2 separate regions of the Rattus norvegicus genome follow, and region 1 is linked to region 2. The links are chromatin contacts, called in public Hi-C maps. All regions are on one chromosome and are shown on one strand. Each heading gives the region's core, a stretch centred on a gene start, on an enhancer-like site or on the middle of the called end of the contact. The rest is flanking DNA. Distances are from core to core; before and after follow the strand shown.

What was found. A called contact is a pair of places that touch in the nucleus more often than the background predicts.
Region 1: a Hi-C map of the Rat2 cell line shows a contact between it and region 2, with 4 times the contacts expected there. The contact joins two enhancer-like sites. A contact is called at or near these places in 3 of 12 Hi-C or Micro-C datasets (the A7r5 cell line, the Rat2 cell line and mammary epithelial cells).

The regions. Positions count from the first base shown.
Region 1 is chr2:191,823,607-191,829,976 of GRCr8, forward strand. No RefSeq gene overlaps it. Among named protein-coding and RNA genes, the nearest start is that of Atp1a1, 89 kb to the left of the region's middle. Within about 2 kb of position 1,620, at least 12 of the 93 cell types and tissues checked have an H3K27ac peak or open chromatin away from gene starts, as enhancers often do. A contact at or near this core is called in the A7r5 cell line, where this site is marked.
Region 2 is chr2:191,626,373-191,632,753 of GRCr8, forward strand. No RefSeq gene overlaps it. Among named protein-coding and RNA genes, the nearest start is that of Atp1a1, 110 kb to the right of the region's middle. Within about 2 kb of position 1,584, at least 10 of the 93 cell types and tissues checked have an H3K27ac peak or open chromatin away from gene starts, as enhancers often do. A contact at or near this core is called in the A7r5 cell line, where this site is marked.

The DNA of each region.
Region 1 (6,370 bases), core at 370-2,869, 200 kb after region 2:
TTCCCCCTCTGTCCCTTCTCTCCCCATTCCCCTCTCCCCTCTCTCCTTCCACATCTTCATGGCCAGTCTCCCTTCCTCCTCCTCCTCCTCCTCCTCCTCCTCCTCTTCCTCCTCCTCCTCTTCCTCCTCCTCCTCCTCCTTCTTCTCTCTCTCTCTCTCTCTCTCTCTCTCTCTCTCTCTCTCTCTCCTCCCTTCCCAACTCCCATCCCCATGCCCTAAAAAACTCTATTCTATACTAGAGAGACAGACAGACAGACAGAGAGAGAAAGAGAGAGAGAGAGAGAGAGAGAGAGAGAGAGAGAGAGAGAGAGAGAATTTTCTCTGGACATTGTTAAGAATTTACTGTAATGTGTGTACAAGAAGTTCTCTGGAGAGTTATGTAGTGGGGTGAGAAGATAATTATTCATCTACGTGGAAGGAAGTGGTTGATAAATTGTGATTTACTCAAATGATGCGATCTATGAAACCAGATGCTATAAAAAGTAAACAATAGATGTATGGATGACTATAAGGACACATGGAAACAACATGTGTCTCTCTCTCTCTCCGGGTCCCCTACAGCACAGCAGAATTGTGTGATGTGATTTTTCCTTGTGTTTTTTTTTTCTTTTTCTTTTCTTTTCTTTTTCTTTTTTTTTTTTAAGACAGAATCTCTGTAGCCCAGGGTGACCTCAAACTCCAGATCCCACTGCCTGTATGTTCCAAGTCCTGGGATTATAGCATGTGTCAGCATGACATCAGATTCTTGAGGTTATTTTGCTATATTAAAATGAGCATAGATAATAGATATGAAATGTACGTATACATTTCTCCAAGGTTGGCTTTGGGTATGTGAGGGATCACAGTAGGGCTTTGGCACTTCATTTTGTGCCCTTTCCAATGTGTTATTTAATCAAATTCTTGTACTCTCTGTACATTTATAAATATTATGTGGGGGCTGTCATGGTTTTATTGTTTATATGTCCCTGCACTTCCTTTTTCCTTCCTTCCTTTTTAAAATTTGTTATTTTTATTTTATGTTTATGTGTGTCTTGCTGGCATGCATGTATGTACCGTATGTTGATGCCTGGTGACTCGGAAACCGGAAGAGGATGTTGAATCTTCTAGAACTGGAGTTCTACACTGGGCGCTGAGAACTGTACCTGGGCCCTCTGCCAGGGCAGCGAGTGAGTGCTCTTAACCTCTGAGTTCTCTCTCTAGCTACTCCGTCCTGACTTTCTAAATACTAATGTACGGCTTTAATTCCTTTCCTTGGAGAGACCTGTGAGCATAACCATACCCAAACCTAAGCTTTGAAGCTCCTTCTGGTCAAAGTACCCACTTTCCATGAGAAGCATTACATATCTCCTGCTGTAGAACTCCCTCTGATAAGCTTGTCTCTGCTTGCAGCCCTGACACTCTTGAGTGAGCGCCTATTTTTGGCCTCAGTGCAGTTGGTAGAATGTGGGGTTGGGGTAGCAGGTGGCTGTGAGCCTACTTCCCTTTGATCAGCCCCTGCCAGGTGCCCGCCACCCCACCCCGCCACCGTAGCCTCCCTGTGCCTTCCTGCATGCCAGCTCTCAGGGGCTGCTTAAAGGAGGGCTATGAATCAGCAGCTTTTCCTAAGGCAAGGTTGGCTGGACGCCAGCACCAGCCCTGCCTGGCTTCAACTGGCCCACTTCAGCAGTACCTGGGAAGAGGGGTCAGAGCCATCTCCTGGGTCTGGAAATGAGTCACCTCCTTTGGCTGCCCTGGGGAGGCAGATGGTCCTGCCAAGGGAGAGGAACTGGGGACTCTGAAGTGAGGGCCTGGCACCAGTGAGTGAAGAGGCCTTTATGTGAAGTCTGTAGGACTCAGTCCTGACTCTCCCACCCTAGCCTCCCGTCTGCCACCCTATCGAGGATCACTTCCTCCTCTGTATTCTTCACAATCCCTTCCACTGCCGTCCCTCTGCCTCTTCTTGACTGGGGTCTACAACTTCCAGAAACCCAAAGAAGGAAAAACTGAGCCAGTGCCTACAGTAAATTGGTGTAGATTTCCCCACCACTTTCAGCATCGCTTCCACAGGGCACGTCAGACTAAGGGACTTAACCTCTCAGACCAGGCACAGCTGCCTGTGAATTAGAACTAACCACGTTGGGAAACATTAGTTCTTCAGATGTGGTGTCAGGTGTGGAGCTCCCGCTGGATGGAAAGCAGTGCCCACTTATCTCAGCTCTCATGGTTTGACCACCAAATCAGCCAGTAGGGCAGGAGGAGTGCTGCTCTTGGGAGATTTTTTTTTTTTTTTTTTTTTTTTTTTTTTGTGCTCCCTGATTTCGCTGGTCTTGAACTGGAGGCAGAGACTCATCTGTATTGTCCTTTGAAGCAAAATCTTTTACAGAAAACAATGAGAAGCACCACAATACCATAATACAATATAAACTTCCCCACCAGCAGCTCCTGTCTGGGAGCTTTCTCCTGCAGAAAAAAGAAGTGTTCCAGCCCCCCAACACCACAGGGTAAGGACCGCAGGTGCTGGGGTAACCAGACATGTGAGAAAGAAGACAGTTAGTTGTCTGGGCTCTCTTAAACTCTGTGGGGCTAGAAGCTGGAACAAGTCAGAATGGTAAACATTCTTGCCTGTTTTCATAGGGGGCAGAACTGAAGGTCAGAGGGATTTCAGGATTTTCCAAGGTCAAACAGCCTGTCACCCTTGATGACTCTCCCTGGGCAGATGAGGGGACCTCACAGTTTAAAGAAACAAATGCCTCTTCAGTTTGTGAACGAGGACTTCAAGGGCTAAGATAGATTGAACTTCCTGCCTCCTGGTGCAGGGGGTGTGAACCAGCCTCACTGTGGCTCACAATGGGTGCTCTGTGCCAACGAGATAGAAGTGGCAAGTCTCTACCCGAGGCTGGGCAGACACAATCCCTGCCCTCATCTTAATTCCCATGAAATTCTATAGCATCACACTGAAAGAAACACCAAAGGAGGTTGCCCAACCCTTCCAAATGTCAGGGCCTGAAAGCTGAGGGCTCCACTCACTTGTCACTGTGTCTACCCCTCACCCCCACCCCCACCCCCACCCCCCACCCACCACCCTCACTATGGAAAGATTTAACTTGTAAAAAACACTGTCCTTTCAAGCCTTCATACCCTGGTCTCCAGGCCTTTCTTTCTTAGCGATAAGCTATCTGGCTGAAGTATTGTGTGGGGGCTCCCAACCCACTGAGCCACCTTCTTCCTGGTAAGGACAATAGCTGCTGTGTTTATTGAAGCACCTTGCAAGGTCTGGCTTTGGGCCCTGTGGTTACCATGACAAAGCTAGAATGGAGCCCCCCTGGGCCTCAACTCTGGGCAAATCATGATAAAACATCAATTTTCCAACAGAGGCCACTCTCAATTATTCATGGACTAATGGCCCAATTTGAAGAGCCTCTGCTGGTCCTTTCCTCTATTCCTCTTTCTCTGCCAGCTGCATTCGGCTTTCCTCCTTAATCCACCCACCAGAGGAAGAACTGGGAGGGGACAGAGAATCAGTAGATGTTAGGGCCTGTTAGTGATTACAGTACAGGGTTTGTTTTAAAAGCAGGTTGGGTGGAGGGTGAAGGGTTTTGCATATTCTTGCTAATCTCATTCCCTTAGACAATTTCCTTGAGTGTTTCCTTGACAATTTCCTGCTTCCTAAGTCTTCTTTAGAGAAATAGAGACAGAAATCCTAACAGCCAGAGCCACTGGGAGGCCAGACAGAGGCTAGACAGGTTGGGAAGAAAAGTGCATCTGCCCCATCCTATCCTGAAGACCCAAGGTGCCTGTGTGTGTTTACTTGGCTTCTTTAAAGGATTGTCTCTAATGAAGCATCCTAGAAGTTGGGTTTTAAGGTATACAGAGCACTCAGGTTTTCCTCTCTAGATTGGTTGGAGTTATATATTCCCAAATCAACTACAGTAGCAAATAGCACATGAGAACTCATTCTCAAAATATACTAATTCACAAGCAGCGTGAGGACACACCTGCAATGCCAGCATTCAGGAGGCCTATGCAGGTTACTGGTGAGTTCACGTTGGCCTGGCTGTATAGAGAAACTAGCTTAGATTACAAACTGAGACCCTTTTCCAGAATACCAAGGGATACACAGGGTTCGAGTCCTAGAAATGCAAGAAAGTACATTCATATGCAGTAGCAGTCCAAGGCTAGGGTGGGTTGTATTCTCAAAAAGAAAGACGTTTTTAAAAAGATACTGTGTTGTTGTTGTTGTTATTATTATTATTATTATTAGAAATAAAATTAACTGCAATGTATGTTAGGTGCTGGATTTATCATTTCTGAACTTTTTTTCACAGTTACCCCGACTCTGTAGGCAGAAAGGAAGATGATGTGCCCCAGGCTGCTGAGGGAGGTAGAGTATATGGTTTGGCATTTGACAACAGTTGGCAGAGCTGTGGTTCCAGCCCCACTACACGGCTCAGGGTAACCCGAGACTCACACACCAGCCTGTTCTGTTGACCCGACTACCATCACCATACCAGCAAGACCTCTTCAATGGGACCCAGACTCCTCATTCTCCTCCCTGCCTCCTTCCATGTATCTTGACTCCCAAGGCCTCCTGGACTCTACTGGACCATCCATCCCACCCAGCGGTGACCTGTGGGCAGTGTTTCTCTGGGATGGGTCCCCTTGGCATTGGTACATCTTGTACAGGCATTTGGCTTTTTTGTGCATATCTATTTAATCTCGTCGGAATATCAGCCACATGCAAAGGGACTCTGTCACGCTTTGTGTGTATTTTGTCAGCCTTCTAGCATGATGCTGGGTTCACATAAAGTTGGTGATACCTATTCTCTGATTGGCTTACTGGTTGGAGGGATGGACACAAGTGGCACACACCTCACCCTCCGTATATGCCAGACAGCACTTAACATAACGCTGAGCACAACGTCATAGACGCCCAGTGCCATTTTTGATCGAATGAATGAATACTTGGCAGAAAGTGGGCTGAGCATTTACGATGCACTCTATACACTGCCTGAGGTGAAATTCAGAATAACTTTATGAAGATGATGTTATTATCTCTGCCTTCCACACAGCCCCAGGCCACACAGCCAGTGAATACTGAAGGTAGGGCTCATAGGCAGCCGGGTCAGGAGACCACTGGCACCTAAACTTGAGACAATGATCACCCTTGGAGACGTCTGGGAGGTAGCCATCCTATAGGAGAACAAAGGACTAAAGTTAGGCCAAAGCCAGCAAAGTGCTGATAAGTGGAGCTAAGTGTCCTCATCAGCAGCCCCAGGAACAGCCTGGCCCATGGGGAGTCTCCGTCCCCAGACCCTGATCTAGTTCTGCCACCAGGACCTACCCATTTCAGACAAATGACATCAACAACCCCTGTCGTATCAGAACACACAGAGAGAACACTCAGACTGTGGGAACTCTGGGGGTGTGGATAGGAGAGATGGGGTTAGACAGTTAACAAAGAGACCTTTCCTTCCCAGGAACAATGCCTGGCAAGTGGACCTTGAAACATTCATGGAGTGGGGTTTTGTTATTTTGATTTTTGGGCCTGGAAACCTCTGCAAAATATGGGAAGTGCTAGCTTCTTGTTGTAGGAGAGACTAGACCTGCCCTGCGGTTTCCAGGCCACCCTGCCAGGTCCCTGCTACCCCTTTCTAAATCTCCAAGTTCGGTTCCCCTCTACCCTGCTATCATGTTTGACACTGGAGCTTGTCAGAGACCCCACAACTTCCACTGTCCATTCCTTACTTTCCGAAAAACTTCTCCTACTTTGGATTCACAGCAACCACCTCCTCTAAGAAACCATTCAGGGATGCCTCTCTGCAGCCTCCGGCAGGTGTTGGGTCTCTAAGCTGTCACTCAGCCTTGTTCCTCTTAGAGAATGTTTAAAAGGGCTCCTCCTTGGCAAACTGTTGCCTCCCTATTGTTCAGTGCAAGCTCCAGTAATAATGTAACTGAATGAGAACAGCTACTAGGTCTGTCTGTGTGTCTGAGTGTCTATGTGTCTGCTCTCTCTCCTTCCTCCCTGCTTTCCTTCCCTGTCCTTCTTTCCCTCCTTCCTTCTTCCCTCCCACCCTTCTCGTCCCTCTCCTCCCTCCTTTCATATATTAACTAGTTTAACCCTACAAGAGTTGATGGTGCAAACAGACATAAAAATAGAAGCTAATGCCTATTTTTAGAATGTTTATTTTAACCATTGTGGTATCCCGTTTTTGAGGAGAGATGAAGGTGCAGGCTGGTCCACACAATGAGGCAGTCTGTCCCCTGGGCACACAGACGTCACCACCTCCCCTGCCTCTCTGCTCTGCTCTCAGCCATGCTCATCTCATTCTCGCCTTCTCAGGAACGCCACCACTGGCCTTGGCTTTTTAAAATTGTCACTCACTCCCTGTCA
Region 2 (6,381 bases), core at 334-2,833:
CTCCACCTTGCTACTCTTTTTTTTTTTAATATTTATTTATTATATGTGAATACACTGTAGCTGTCTCCAGACACACCAGAAGAGGGCATCAGATCTCATTACAGATGGTTGTGAGCCACCATGTGGTTGCTGGGAATTGAACTCAGGACCTCTGGAAGAGCAGCCAGTGCTCTTAACCACTGAGCCCCACCTTGCTATTCTTTACTAGCAACATGCATGTATTGGTTTGCCTTACATAGCGTTGTTGAGCTCAACGTGTGGTAACGTTGCCCCTGAGAGAAACTGCTCATGAGGTTCCTGTAGCAGTCTGCTACTTCCGAGGGCCTCACCTTAGGCTGGTTGGTGTTCACATCTGGTTTCTGCCTGAAAGGACTGGACTTTAGCTGCCGGTGTGTGAATGCTGTCTGCCTGCCTAGAGGACTTTTGCAGCTGCTGAATCGAATTTGATGTTTGCTATGGGACAGAACTGCTGACAAAGATAAAACTCACCCCCAAAGAGTTATTGCTAAACAGGTCCACTTCCCCCATATCCTAATAACTTTTCTCTTTCACTACCTCTGCTGGGTGGTGGGCTAGAAGAGAGGTTGAACTCTTCTTAAAACTAAGTTGCAAAACATGTATGACTACATAGGACTAAAAACAGGAAGTGGCAAGCCAACATGAAGGGTGGTGCTGGGCAGAACCAAATGTCTCCAGGATCTCAGAGTGGCTGATGGGATGCTGAGGCGGCTCTGGAATCTTTGTTGGTCCCTAAGCTCGACCACACAGAAAGGAAGAGGATGGGATGGAGGAAGGGAGGCTGGGGTGCTTTTGCCATTAGAAGAGATTTGAGGCAATGGTCATTGCCAAGGTCTGGGGCAAGGCTGAGAGATGGATGCCTGGGGAGGAGTTGTAAATACTAAGAAAAGAGATAAAACTGCCCAAGATCTGGAATATTTGGTTGGCCCCTGCTTCATCCTCCTAAAGTTGGCACTGGGCAAGGGGCTGTTCTAGGGCAGGACAATATCAATACCCTTACCCAGGAAGGACTGGGGAGAGGATTGTGCTCTATGGCCAAAGGTGAGATAGCCAGCCATCCCTGTACCTTCTGGGTCTTGATAACAGAATCATGGAGCCATCCTGTGGTCTCTCCAGTAATCTCTCGGGGAGTGTATTTCCCTGCCAACATGGGCCCAGGATGGCATCTTCAGTGGCCAGAAGGTCTAGATGAATGCTTTTACTTCTGGGTATTTAAATTTCCTCAGCTACAAAATAAGATTTGGTGATAAGCACTTATCTCAAGGGATGTTGGGAGGATAGACTCTCAAGTGACGTCAGGCAAAACACCTTCATGGTTAATGGCCCCTTCTACCTGCCTTAGTGCATTGGAAACTTCACACTCGAGACCTAAGGGAATAAATACCCATGTGCCCTTTACAAGTAAATACACAGATTGGTCAATGGAGAGGAGGCTCTGTTCTCTCCCAGCCTGTGGGAGAGTTGACTGTGCGTACTGTCTCCGGATGTTTGATTTCCTGAGCCTCCTCTGAACAATGCCACCACTGTCCTGGCACCCCTGGCAAGTGGTCCCATGACAGCCAGGTTCTCGTCACATGTCATTTTCCTGTAGTGAGTCACTACATTGGAGGACCGAGCTTTAGTCATAACCTTCAGCAGAGGGAGGTGAAAGTGGCCCGGAATGAACAGAGTCCAATTTGGCTTCCTGCTCCCTTCCATGGACATTTCGTCCCAGGCTTTGCCCTTGCATCTCAGAGAATAGGACCTTATGCTAAGTGGTCTAAACTAGCGACCTCTGACCTCTGACCTCCACACAAAGGGCCTTTTAACCCCTCAGGTCTTATCTCTTCCTTTCCAATCCAGCCCTTGCAAGTCTGAGGGGAGACTGGAGCTGTTAGATAGAGTCCTTGGTCCCAAAGGGTAACCAGGAACACTCTTGAGTTCTCTCCCCAGAGCACAGGAGTGACCAGAAGAGGCAAAAGCTCAACTCTGTGGACTGGCTACATGTCTTTTTTCCAGTGTGTGAACCTGTCATTCCATCACCACAGACACAAAGCAGAGCCCAGCAGCATGCACATCTGTGTGTGACCTTCGTGATCTAGCTCCTGGGGTGAGGTGTGATCTTGGGGTGGGATGATGCCTTCCTGGGTAGCTATGTAGCAGGGTGAAAAGAGGAGAGGGGTTGGGGATTTAGCTCAGTGGTAGAGCACTTGCCTAGCAAGTGCAAGGCCCTGGGTTTGGTCCCCAGCTCAAAAAAAAAAAAAAAAAAAAAAAAAAAAAAAAAAAAAAAAGAAAGAAAGAAAAGAGGTCAGGTGGTAATTGGGACTTTTGAGCCCACACTCCTGTCCTGCTACTTCCGAGGGCCTCACCTTAGGCTGGTTGGTGTTCACATCTGGTTTCTGCCTGAAAGGACTGGACTTTAGCTGCCGGTGTGTGAATGCTGTCTGCCTGCCTAGAGGACTTTTGCAGCTTGTACAGTCTTCCTTCTCTAAGACTGAGGTTCCACATCTGAAAAGTCATTTGTCTTGATCACTTAATTTGAATATTTCCACTATTCCAAGCTCTACTTTTCTTGGCTCAAATACAGAGCCTCAGAGATTAATACATAATGGTGAAACATAGCTCTAACTGCATAGCTGTGATCCCTGTGTGTGGGAGACAGAGCCAGGCTACCTAGTGAGACCTCCTCCTCCTTCCCTTTCTTTATCTTGCTGTCCCAATCCCTCCCTCCCTTCTTCCCTTCCTTTCTTATTTCCTCTCTTTGTTTCAGTACAGCATCTTGTGTAGTCCAAGGCTGGCCTTTAACTCACCCAGTAAGAAATCAAGGATGATATTAAGTTTCTGATCTTCCCCACTCCATCTCATACATTCTGGGATCACAGACACATGCCACCTCACCTATGTGCTGATTGAACCCAGGGCTACACGTAGGTAAGTCAAGTATGCGATTAACTAAGCTATAATCCCAACCTGGTCCTTTCTCAAAAAGGAAAACAAGATTTAAAAAATAGGTACGGAGAGATGACAGCAATCTTAACCACTACCAACCTCACCCCTCTCAGCTTCCCACCTCCCCCATCCCCAAACACAAGCCCGGAAGGGGCTCCATGTTGGCAGTCCCCACATTTGCATATTCAGATAGAGCCCGAATGCTTGTTCCCTTGCCAATTTTGTGAGTCCCAGCATACCCAGAAGGTCATTCCGTGAGCCGTGCACATTCAAGGCTGTTTGACATTTTTCCTATGTTTTTTCCTATGGTACCCTGGCTTTGCTCTGCCCCTCAGTTCTTCAGACGTTCTCTGAGACCCCCAAGGAGGCTGGTGCTGACAGTACTATTGCAGATGCTGCATGCAAGCCAGCGCAGCCTGCTCTGGGGAAGCTCACCTTCTAGTGGGGAACAAAGAAGCTCTTGCCATCCAGCCCCAAGAAAAACAAAATGCAGCTTCCGGGAGGAGGAAGCTTTGCCGCTGAGCCTTGTGAGGTTGGTGGAATTCAGAGTTTTTGCCAAAGGAAGAGAGAGTGCCAAGCCCAGGGCAGAGGCACAAGAGTAGAGATGCAGTCAAAGTCACTGGTAAGTAACAAGGTTCCTTTGGCTGAGCTTCAAGTGGAGCTGAGCTGAGCTGCAAACCTCAGGCTGAGGCAGAGTTCTAGTCTCCGGAATTCCAGGGCCTTGGACTTGGGGCCTGAACTGGCAGTCTCCATCAGAGTCGTACAGCAATGGGATTTGGGTCCCAGGAGAGTAGTGTACACTTGGAGAAGCTTGTGTGGAGTTGAGAAAAATCCAGGGAACAGCACTACAGATAATCCAGGCCTCCAATCTATGATTCCTTTTTAAGTGGCCATCAAGTTCAGTGGAGAGACTAATTAGTTTGGATATGAAAGGGCCACTCAAAATGGTGCATGCATGTGTGCCTGCTTGCGTGTAGAGCGGTCTCAGTTCTTAAGAGCAAGTACTGCCCTTGCAGATGACCTCAGTTTAGTTCTCAGCACCCATATTAGGCAGCTCACAGACACCTGTAACCCCAGCTCCAGGGCATCCCATGCCATGTTCTGGCCTTATTGGATATTAGTAGGCACGTATGCATCACACACACAAACACACACACACACACACACACACACACACACACACACACCCCAAAAATAAATCCTTAAAAAAAGGACCATGGGTTGAAGGCTTAATCCCTAGCTTGTAGCAATACTGTGAGGCAATCAGATCTTTAGGGTACAATCTTATCTATTAGCACATTAATCTCTTGATGAGTTATAGCTAAATAGACTGTTGGAAGGTGGGGAAGTGGGTCTCTGGGGGTGGGCTCCCCACCCACACCCCCAGTTGCTCTCCCCTCTCTTTTTCCTCTCTTGTTCTCTTCCTTCCCCACAACCCTTCTTCTGTCTCCCTCCCTCTTCCACTAGTTGGCTCTCTGTGCGTCAGCAGTTTTCCTCTATTTAGGCCTTGCCACAGACCTAAGTCAACAGGTGACCTGTCCACAGCTGAATATTAAATTCTGAATGTTAAGTCGTTCACCACAGTATTTTGCCAAACATGGAAGGTGGCAAGAATTGGAAGGAAGGGGCAATAGAGTGGTCAGCCTGAGGCAGGGGAAATGCTGCAGTTGGGGCCTAGCAGCCCTCCCACATTGGGCTTGGAGGATGGCTTTTCCTGCTTTGGGGTGGGACATTGTTGTACAGAGGCTCCTGAGGGAGCTGTGAGCTGGTTTAGGGGAACTTACCTCCTGCTCTCTGCTTTATTAAAAATAGAACCCTTAAATCTTAGCCAGACATATGCATCCTACCTATATTATATCTACATGAAGACACATAACTGCAAATGGCCCATGACCTGACTTCTAGAAACAAGTATTCCCATAGACAGAAGGCAGACGCTGATGGCTGGAGCTCTGTGGCTGTCTTGAACCATGAGGTAAAAGTTCATCCTAGAACGATGGAGCCATAGGATGCTGGTTCACAACTGTCTCAGAAGAGAAATGTTTGTGTCCACAAGACATTATCTTCCACACATCTCAGCACCCGAAAGTCCCAATCACTCACCCAAAGACTGAGGTGAGTGTAGTCTTGGAGGTGGGAGAGTTACAGAACTAGACTGCTATGGCCTGTAGACAGTTTTCTAGAGTTCTTCAGTGCACAGCAAAGCTGTCCTCTCCCGTAGGAAAGCTCATGTCCTGTATGTCCCTTTGGCTCATTCTCCTAGATGGACACTCCCCTTGGTTTCCCTGGATCTTAGACAATCTGTCCTTAGCTGAGTAATCTCTGTTCCAGCTGGGTGCAATAGAATCCAAGGCAAAACTGGGTATTATACGCGCCTGCCTGTAATCAAGGTAGGAACACTGTGAGTTCAAGGTCAGCTTGGGTGGGGACACTGGCTCTCAAAGTTGAAATTGAATATGCATGCTGCCCTTTGTGAACTGGACCTCGTAAGGGACAATGGCTTCTATATAGAAAATCTTTAAGGTTGCCTCTAAGGTTTGTATTGTTTAACTCCTTAATGCGTTTTCAATTCACAATGTAGCGTAGCGTGTGATCTCTGTGCGCTGAAGGATGCCTTGTTCCAAGTCCCAATTGAGGAAGTGGGGGATGATGGCTATAGAAGGAATAGCTAAGTGTGAGGCTAGGGTAAACATTTACAGGTGACAACTGGCTTGCTTTTTGTTTTGTTTTTGAGATAGCATCTCACAGTATAGTCCTGGCTGTTCTGGAACTTGCTATATAGACCAGGCTGGCCTCAAACTCTTGAGTTCTATCTGCCTCTACTTCTGGAGTCCTGGGATTAAAGGCATGTGCCACTACACCAGGTATGACACTGGTTTTGGGAGGGAGTTGGCAGGCTCTGTTTACAGAGCTTCTGAGGTTCCAGTCAATGATTGATAACATCTAATGGGTGCTAAGTGCAGGCTTTGGGCCTGATAATGTCCTGGCCCTTCAATGCATCACTTTGCTGCTAGCACACAAGGCAGGGGACCTGGGAGCTGGACGGGTAAGGCCATCTGCCCAGTGGCATAGTTAGTATTCAGGAGAACTGTCAGTCTAGTTCCCCCTGTTCCACAGCCCTCAACTATTCTTTTTTTTTTTTTTTTTTTTTTTTTTTTTTTCCGGAGCTGGGGACCGAACCCAGGGCCTTGCGCTTGCTAGGCAAGCGCTCTACCACTGAGCTAAATCCCCAACCCCGCCCTCAACTATTCTTAAAAGACCGAAGAGCAGTTCCTTCCTCGTGAACTCCCTCTTATCAGGATGGCTGTTGCCCCACCCCCACCCCCACCCCCACCCCCATCCCCACCCCCACCCCCATAAAAATATATCTCTACATTTCTGTTTCTATGATATGAGTCCCACACTTGGCAGTTGTCTAAGATCTCTCCTGCCAAC